Linked DNA regions of Mus musculus: region 2 is linked to region 1. A link is a contact called in public HiChIP or PLAC-seq data. All regions are on one chromosome and are shown on one strand. The core of a region is the stretch at or near the end of the contact, and the rest is flanking DNA. Distances in the headings are between cores, read along the strand shown. Region 1 overlaps Ccdc34 (coiled-coil domain containing 34). Region 2 has its middle 38 kb from the start of Gm22997.

What was found. HiChIP or PLAC-seq counts read pairs in DNA pulled down with a chosen protein or histone mark.
Region 2: a contact with region 1 is called in an H3K27ac HiChIP or PLAC-seq map of heart atrium, with 4 times the contacts expected there. The contact joins two enhancer-like sites. A contact is called at or near these places in 4 of 39 promoter capture datasets (cranial neural crest, embryonic stem cells, liver and 1 more), 5 of 484 Hi-C or Micro-C datasets (cerebellum, liver, uterus and 1 more), 4 of 115 datasets of contacts at active chromatin or transcription factors (cardiomyocytes, craniofacial prominence, differentiating embryonic stem cells and 1 more) and 1 of 9 other capture datasets (adipose tissue).

Annotation. Positions count from the first base shown.
Region 1 is chr2:110,034,915-110,038,221 of GRCm38.p6, reverse strand. All of the region lies in intron 3 of Ccdc34 (coiled-coil domain containing 34), which reads right to left. The region is part of intron 4 of Ccdc34os (coiled-coil domain containing 34, opposite strand); the gene reads left to right. Among named protein-coding and RNA genes, the nearest start is that of Ccdc34os, 14 kb to the left of the region's middle. Within about 2 kb of position 1,696, at least 25 of the 459 cell types and tissues checked have an H3K27ac peak or open chromatin away from gene starts, as enhancers often do. A contact at or near this core is called in craniofacial prominence and heart atrium, where this site is marked.
Region 2 is chr2:110,178,116-110,181,422 of GRCm38.p6, reverse strand. No RefSeq gene overlaps it. Among named protein-coding and RNA genes, the nearest start is that of Gm22997, 38 kb to the left of the region's middle. Within about 2 kb of position 1,467, at least 123 of the 459 cell types and tissues checked have an H3K27ac peak or open chromatin away from gene starts, as enhancers often do. A contact at or near this core is called in craniofacial prominence and heart atrium, where this site is marked.

The DNA of each region.
Region 1 (3,307 bases), core at 447-2,946:
CTTAAGGAAACAGAACTGAAATGAAGCCATAATGGTGGAATCTGACTCCTAGAGTACTGGTGTCCTTATAGAAAAGGAAACCATAGTGGGATGTGTACACAGATATACAGCCACTCAAGGAGCAAAATCAGAGCTGTGTTTTCTGCAAACCAAGAAGAGACATAATGAGCAGTCCAAACCCACACATCCTTTCCTCTTGATTTTAGGCTCCCAAACAATAAGAAAATTAACTTCCAGTTTTTTAAAAACATCTACCTGGACTAGGAAGATAAGTCTCCCAGTGAGACTAATAAAATAAGCCAGCAATGGCAAAGCACTGCACACTAACTAGAGAAGGATGGAAAATAAAGACAATTGATAAGATCAAGTTTAACAAAGGCATAGACCAATTAGAATTTTCATGTTAATAATGAGAACATCAAATGGTACAAGTACTGTAGAACAGTTAGGCGATTCCCATGCAGACCAGCAACTGAGCTCTAAAGCATTTGTCTAAGACAAATGAAAATGTGTGAGAATATAAGCAATAAACAACTCAGTGTCCTATTAGCTAGTAGATAAATAAGCAATTTGTGCTATTTCATAGGATATTAGAACAGTAAAAGGGAAAGGAATCAAGAATATATAAAATACTATGATAAAATTAAAAACAAAAGAATTATAAAGTCAAAGGAGGGTGCACCTTACCATTTTATTTACATACACTCGAGAACAGGCAAATCTAATTTCCAGAACAGGGTTACTGCACTAGCCTTGTTGCTGGGCCAGCTTGGCGTAAGGAGCAGGGTGCTGAGTGTAACTGGACATAGGGAACTTTCTGGAATGACAGCAATGCTCTATCACCTGATTGTAGTGCTAGTTGCTTGCACTGATACAGAAGTTTATCAAGCTTCCCAAACTTACAATTGATATAAAACATGCAAGTTACAGCCCAATGAAATACAACAGCAGCTAGACTGTGTGGGTGGAGTAGTCACAACTAGATGTGACCAAGTACATTCCAGCACTCAGGGAAACGGCACAGTGAATTCAGAACTCTGAATAAAGATGCTAGTAAAGAGTTTGGAGGAAACAAATGCATACATACTCATATAGTCTTTAAATTAGACAAGGCTGTCTGTCACAAGGACCTAAGGAGAGAAGGGAATGTCTGTGAACAGCAGAGGAAAGAACAGCGCTGAAATGCCTTCAGGATTCTAGAACGCTGGTTCCTACACACCAGGCACACAGTATGTCTTTTACAGAAAACAACAAGGACTATTTAAAACTTTCTGAGTGTGTACTCCTTCCTCAGACAGGGCCTGCCCCCACAGGAAAAAGGCTGAGCAAACATCACCAGACAGCTCGAAGGGCACACTGACAGCAGCACCACCAGTCACAGACCCCACTGAGCTGCAGCTGTCATTCACACAAAATATCACTTGTGTTTGAAAGTTAAAACCTTTTTTTTTAAAGTAACTTTAAAGTGCTGAAAATAAAGTCTGTTCTCATAAAATATGTTTCGACACTAAAAACCCACTTTAGAAAAAGAATCAGTATAACAACACAAATGTAAAAGTCCCGGATGAGATATGCCTTTTGTTTAAAAGAGGATTTAAAAATTTATAGTTATAAGGAACCAAGTTTGCTAATGGATACATAAATCCCCTTTGCCTGATTTTCTGATAGAGTACAGTAAAAACGACAGAGGTGGCAGCCGGCTAGGGCTGACCCAGCCTGAAGCTGAGGCGGCAGAGGACCACACACCATGAAATGTAAACACAAGAGCAAATCCTAGATGCCAGACTGGAAAAGAAGCAGGAGAGCTTCTTTCCAAACAGAGGTAAGCATAAGGAGAGCTGGAAAGAGAAACTCAGAGAGAGAGAGAGAGAGAGAGAGAGAGAGAGAGAGAGAGAGAGAGCAGAGCAATCAATCATTCCTTAACAGGCACAGGAATGCTGTAGAATACTGGGTAAATTCAATTTTTCAGGGTTCGTTTTTAAATAATTCATACCAGGGCAAGCAACTTTTCCCCCCTGCTCACCACCAAAAATAAATAAACAAGTAAGTAAGTAAGTAAATAGACTTCCCTTCAATAAGTGAATTAGATCTTCCATCAACAATTAAAACAGCAAATATACCATCGATCTGTCAGTATTATCTTCCAGACTTAGACAAATAACAGTTCTGCATGATTGGCATGGCAACATTAGCTTAATGCAGTTGAAGACAGGCCGCTTTCAGATGAGAAAACAATATTCTACATACCAAGAATTACTCTGATTTATAGTTTTAAACTTCTAAAAGGTAGCAACCAAAGTCTTGATATAGTCATATATCAAGATTTTGATCTTGGCAATTTTTTTCACAAAGAACACTTTTTTGTTATATTATAGATGAATCAAGCAAACAAAATCTGCAATTGACTTCTGAAGGAAAAAGAAATTTGAATTTGCAAATATACACAGCTAATCAATTTTCTTATAATTATTCCACCTGCAATTATTGATCCTCTTGGTAATATAACTGGGTATTAAGTTTAACAGTAAAAACAAAATTATAATTTTGTCCTTTAAATTAAATTTAAGACCTTGTCCTATAATTTAAATATTTGTCTCAATTCCTAAAAGTAGATTTTAACAACAAATCACCACCATTCCAAACATAGAATGTCAACAAAGACAAATTTACAATAACATTTCATTCATTTAGTCTCTCCGTCTTTCTCTCCCTCCTTCTCCCCCACTCCCCACCCCATTGGCACGCTTGTCAGCTTGTTTATTGGAGTTTTAACTAAGGCCTGCACTCACTGCAAACATTCTATTACTGAAATACACCCCAGGACCAGTACTTTAAAATTTTCTGACGTATGTTCCTACATAAGAATGTATTAAAGTTGAAATAGGGACTAAAAGTATTCAACTTAGTAGTTCAGTGTTAGCTTAACATAAACAAAGCCCTGGGTTCAATTCTTAGGGTCTAATATTATTTTAAAAATAGTAATAACCAAAAGATGAAAGAAGATAAGGGAATGTAAATGGATGGTAGAGCGCTTGCATATCATGCATATGGCAGAGACAGACAGACAGACAGACACACACACACCATACCATACATACTATCCCATATATACATACAGAGAAGAAAAAATTATTCAATAAAAAGCTTATCATACGCAAAGCAATATGCTAAATCTAATAATGGATAAAAATGATTCATGTTTTAAATGGCTGAAAATAAAAGTGAAGGCATGTATATAATATACAACAGCTTTTCTGGCAAAATATATACATAATTAGGTAGAGTATATAACAAAGTTACTAACAGT
Region 2 (3,307 bases), core at 218-2,717, 140 kb before region 1:
TTTTTACATTTGTTTAGAAAGCATCCACTTGTTTATATATTCCCAAATCTAATGTCCTCTCCTTTACATTCTGCAGCCAGCTGTCCTGATTCTCCAGCCATTTGGTGAGAGTCAGTGTCTCTGCTATCCTGTGTTTCTGTCATCCTGTGCTCTACTACCCAACACTCTCACAGAAATCCTCAATTTCACCTGTTGGCTTCAGGCCATCTCCAGAAGTTGACAGTGGGGGGGCTCAAGTTGCCCAGGGTAGTGTCACATAGTGATACCTGAAACGTGACAGAGGTGCTGTCATTATGAAATATACATACATACATACATACATACATATATATATATATATATATATATATATATATATATGTGAATATCCATATTGAATTTCTTCCTCCATCTATCTCTCTGTCTCTCTATCCCTATCCACCCCACAGCACCCCCGTGTGTGTATGACACATACTTGACAAGGGCTCTGCCACCTAGGTAAATCCCAAGCCCTTCCCATTTTGTTTGCAATGTTGAAAGACGAAAGAAGAGGCACTGGATTTGAAGGAAGACTAAAGAAAACTAGAAGTTCTAATTTCTTTCCCCTCTGAATATATATTTTTGGGAAAAAAAAAATCTAAAGTTATCCTAGAGTGTTCAGGGCCTTCCTAGTCCGAGCCTTGGCTTTCTGTGCGTGTCATTGGCCTGCCTATTGAAGAGAGCTAAAAGCCTCAGCAGCATTCAGCAGCAGGCCCATGAGACTGGAAAACGGAGCACAACACGGAAGTTGGTATGTGCTGTGATTGTTCCTGAGCAGCAGGGACAGTGGCTGCTCTGGGCACTTCAGGAAGTATTTGCTCTAAGAGGCCCTTCCAGCTATTGTTGTGAAGGCCAAGCATGCTGGGCTGGCACCAGGACAGGTGCCTTCTCCAGGCCAACGTTCTGTCCATGGCATTTTGGGGTACAAGGGACAGTAAGACTAAGGCGCAGGTGGTGGGAAGAGAGTGAGGAATATCGGAACCAGGATACAGCCGCAGGCTTGATCTTCTGTTAGCTTCGGCTCTTAATTCCAGGAGTCCCTGCCTCTAGGTTTATTTCTGTGTCTTCCTGCCATGGGTTGCGGTGATTGATGAGAAGCCAGATGCTCCTGGCAATTGCCTGGCTGGGCCAGCAGGATTTATCCAGTAGCATAAGGAGCGGGGGTTTAGTAGTCCCAGGTCTTGGACGTGAATGCTGCCCTTGCTTCTATGTGTGCCCTTGAGCTTCCTCTTCCTCGTCCATAAAGAAGGCCGATAACCAGCTTGAGTGACTATGAGGGAGAGATAAGCTGAGATTGATGAACCTGTCCAGAACACAATGGCAGAGGGAAAATGTTAGCTTCCTCCCTTCTCCTGAGCAGCTGGACCCGGGAGGAGCAGGCGTGGGGAGCTACTTGGGTAGTACATATCACATTTCCCTGGGTTCCTCCCTGTTGAGCCTGCTCCAGCCTGAATTCTCCTGACAGCTGCCCTGCTTCACTGCTCGGCCTTGCCCACCACTCCTAATTGAACAAAGGAGAGCCTCTGCTTTCCTCTCGGGAGAAATAATTACGAAGCAGAATGATGCAATCTGTGACTCTCAATGGCACAGGCCACAGAGCCAGGCCAGGCTGGGATCCTAAAATCATGCCAGGAATGCAAGCCAGGACCCTTCTATCCCATGAATCCAAGCAACCTCTCCACCAGGCTGCAGCTCAGGCTCCTCAGTCATGCGGATCTAGGTCACTAGTTCTGACACTGAGGTGCAAAACTAGCCGGAAGCAGGGACTGAGTTCTTAAGAATGGCTTCTAACAAAATGACTTAGTTGAGGAGTAGGTGTTTGTGGAGAGATAAATAGCATTCTTTAAGAGTTTATGGGGGGCGCACTGTCAGAGGTGAAAGGGAGAGTGGAAGGGGAAGGACTCTGCGAGGGGGACTAGGAGGGAGGGCAGCATTTGGGGTGTAAATAAATAAAATAAACAATGAAAAAGACTATTGTGTGAACATGTGTGTGTGTGTGTGTGTGTGTGTGTGTGTGTGTGTGTACACTCATTTGTGTAAAGACACACAAGCATGGAGGCCAGAAGGGAGCATGAATGTCTTCCTCTATCATTTTCTTTATATTTCTCTAAGGCAGGGTCTCTCCCTGAACTTGGTTTTTTAATTTTCAAAGATAGGGTATGTTGGCACTTCCTCTAAGCTCCGTCCACCCCTCAGTTACCTGACAGCAGCCAGGTGTGCCTGACTCACAATCAAAGAGGCTGCTTGCCCCCTCCTTACTCTCTTGCTCTCTTCTCCTCTTGCTCTTGCCCATTACCCTCTTCCCCATTCCCTCTCCCCCTTTTCTCTCCATGTGCTCATGGTCTCTCTCTCTCTCTCTCTCTCTCTCTCTCTCTCTCTCTCTCTCTCTCTCTCTCTCTCTCTCCCTCCCTCCCTCCCTTTCTCTATCTCTCCTCCCTCAACTCCCCTTCCCATTCCCTAAATAAAGTCTATTCAATACTATACCTTCATGTTTGGCTAGTACCCTGGGGGGAAGGTATGCCTCAGCATGGGCCCACAGAGCCCTTCCCCTACACCATACTGAGCCTCCTTTCTTTTTATCTTTTTATAAAACACAACAGAGAAGAAGATAGGAAGTCCCCCAAACCTCCCTATCTCTGCTTCCCTTCTGATCTGGGGTTACAGGCATGCTCAGAACACACAGCTTATACTGCAGCTACTGGAATCCAAATTCCTGTCTTCATGATTGTACAGCAAGTGCCATTAAGCACTGACCCATCATTTCAGCTTTTGCCAAGCATCTTTTTAAAATCTTCAAGTTAGCTCGTTTAAAGTGTCACAAGCACATTTTGAAGTGAGTCTTGCTCACATATCCATTTTACAAAAAACAAACAAACAAACAAAACAAACAAAAACCTGAGTCTCAAGGCTCAGTCATTGGATAGCAACCACAAAATTAATGAGCTGCCCATCACATTGAAACCGATTTATAGTCTAGTATTTTCAATTTTTCCCATAGCACAACTAGCTCTTAAATCAAATGAAACTTGGAGTGTCTTTTCTTTCTACGAGACATCATAAAAAATAGAATTTCCCACAACAAATCCACCTTCAAGAACTACACTGAGTTTGAAGAGACAAGCTGAGGTGAGAGTAAGTCCCTAAATTCAGAACATGGACCCTCTCAGGCCCTCAGAGTCCCTCATTTGCAAGGAGACAAGCAAATGCATTTGACTTTAGAGGAGGTCCCTTCCAGCCCTGGCATTCCAGGAGCCTAGGGAACAGCGATATTCGTGGAGCGTGTCCTTGG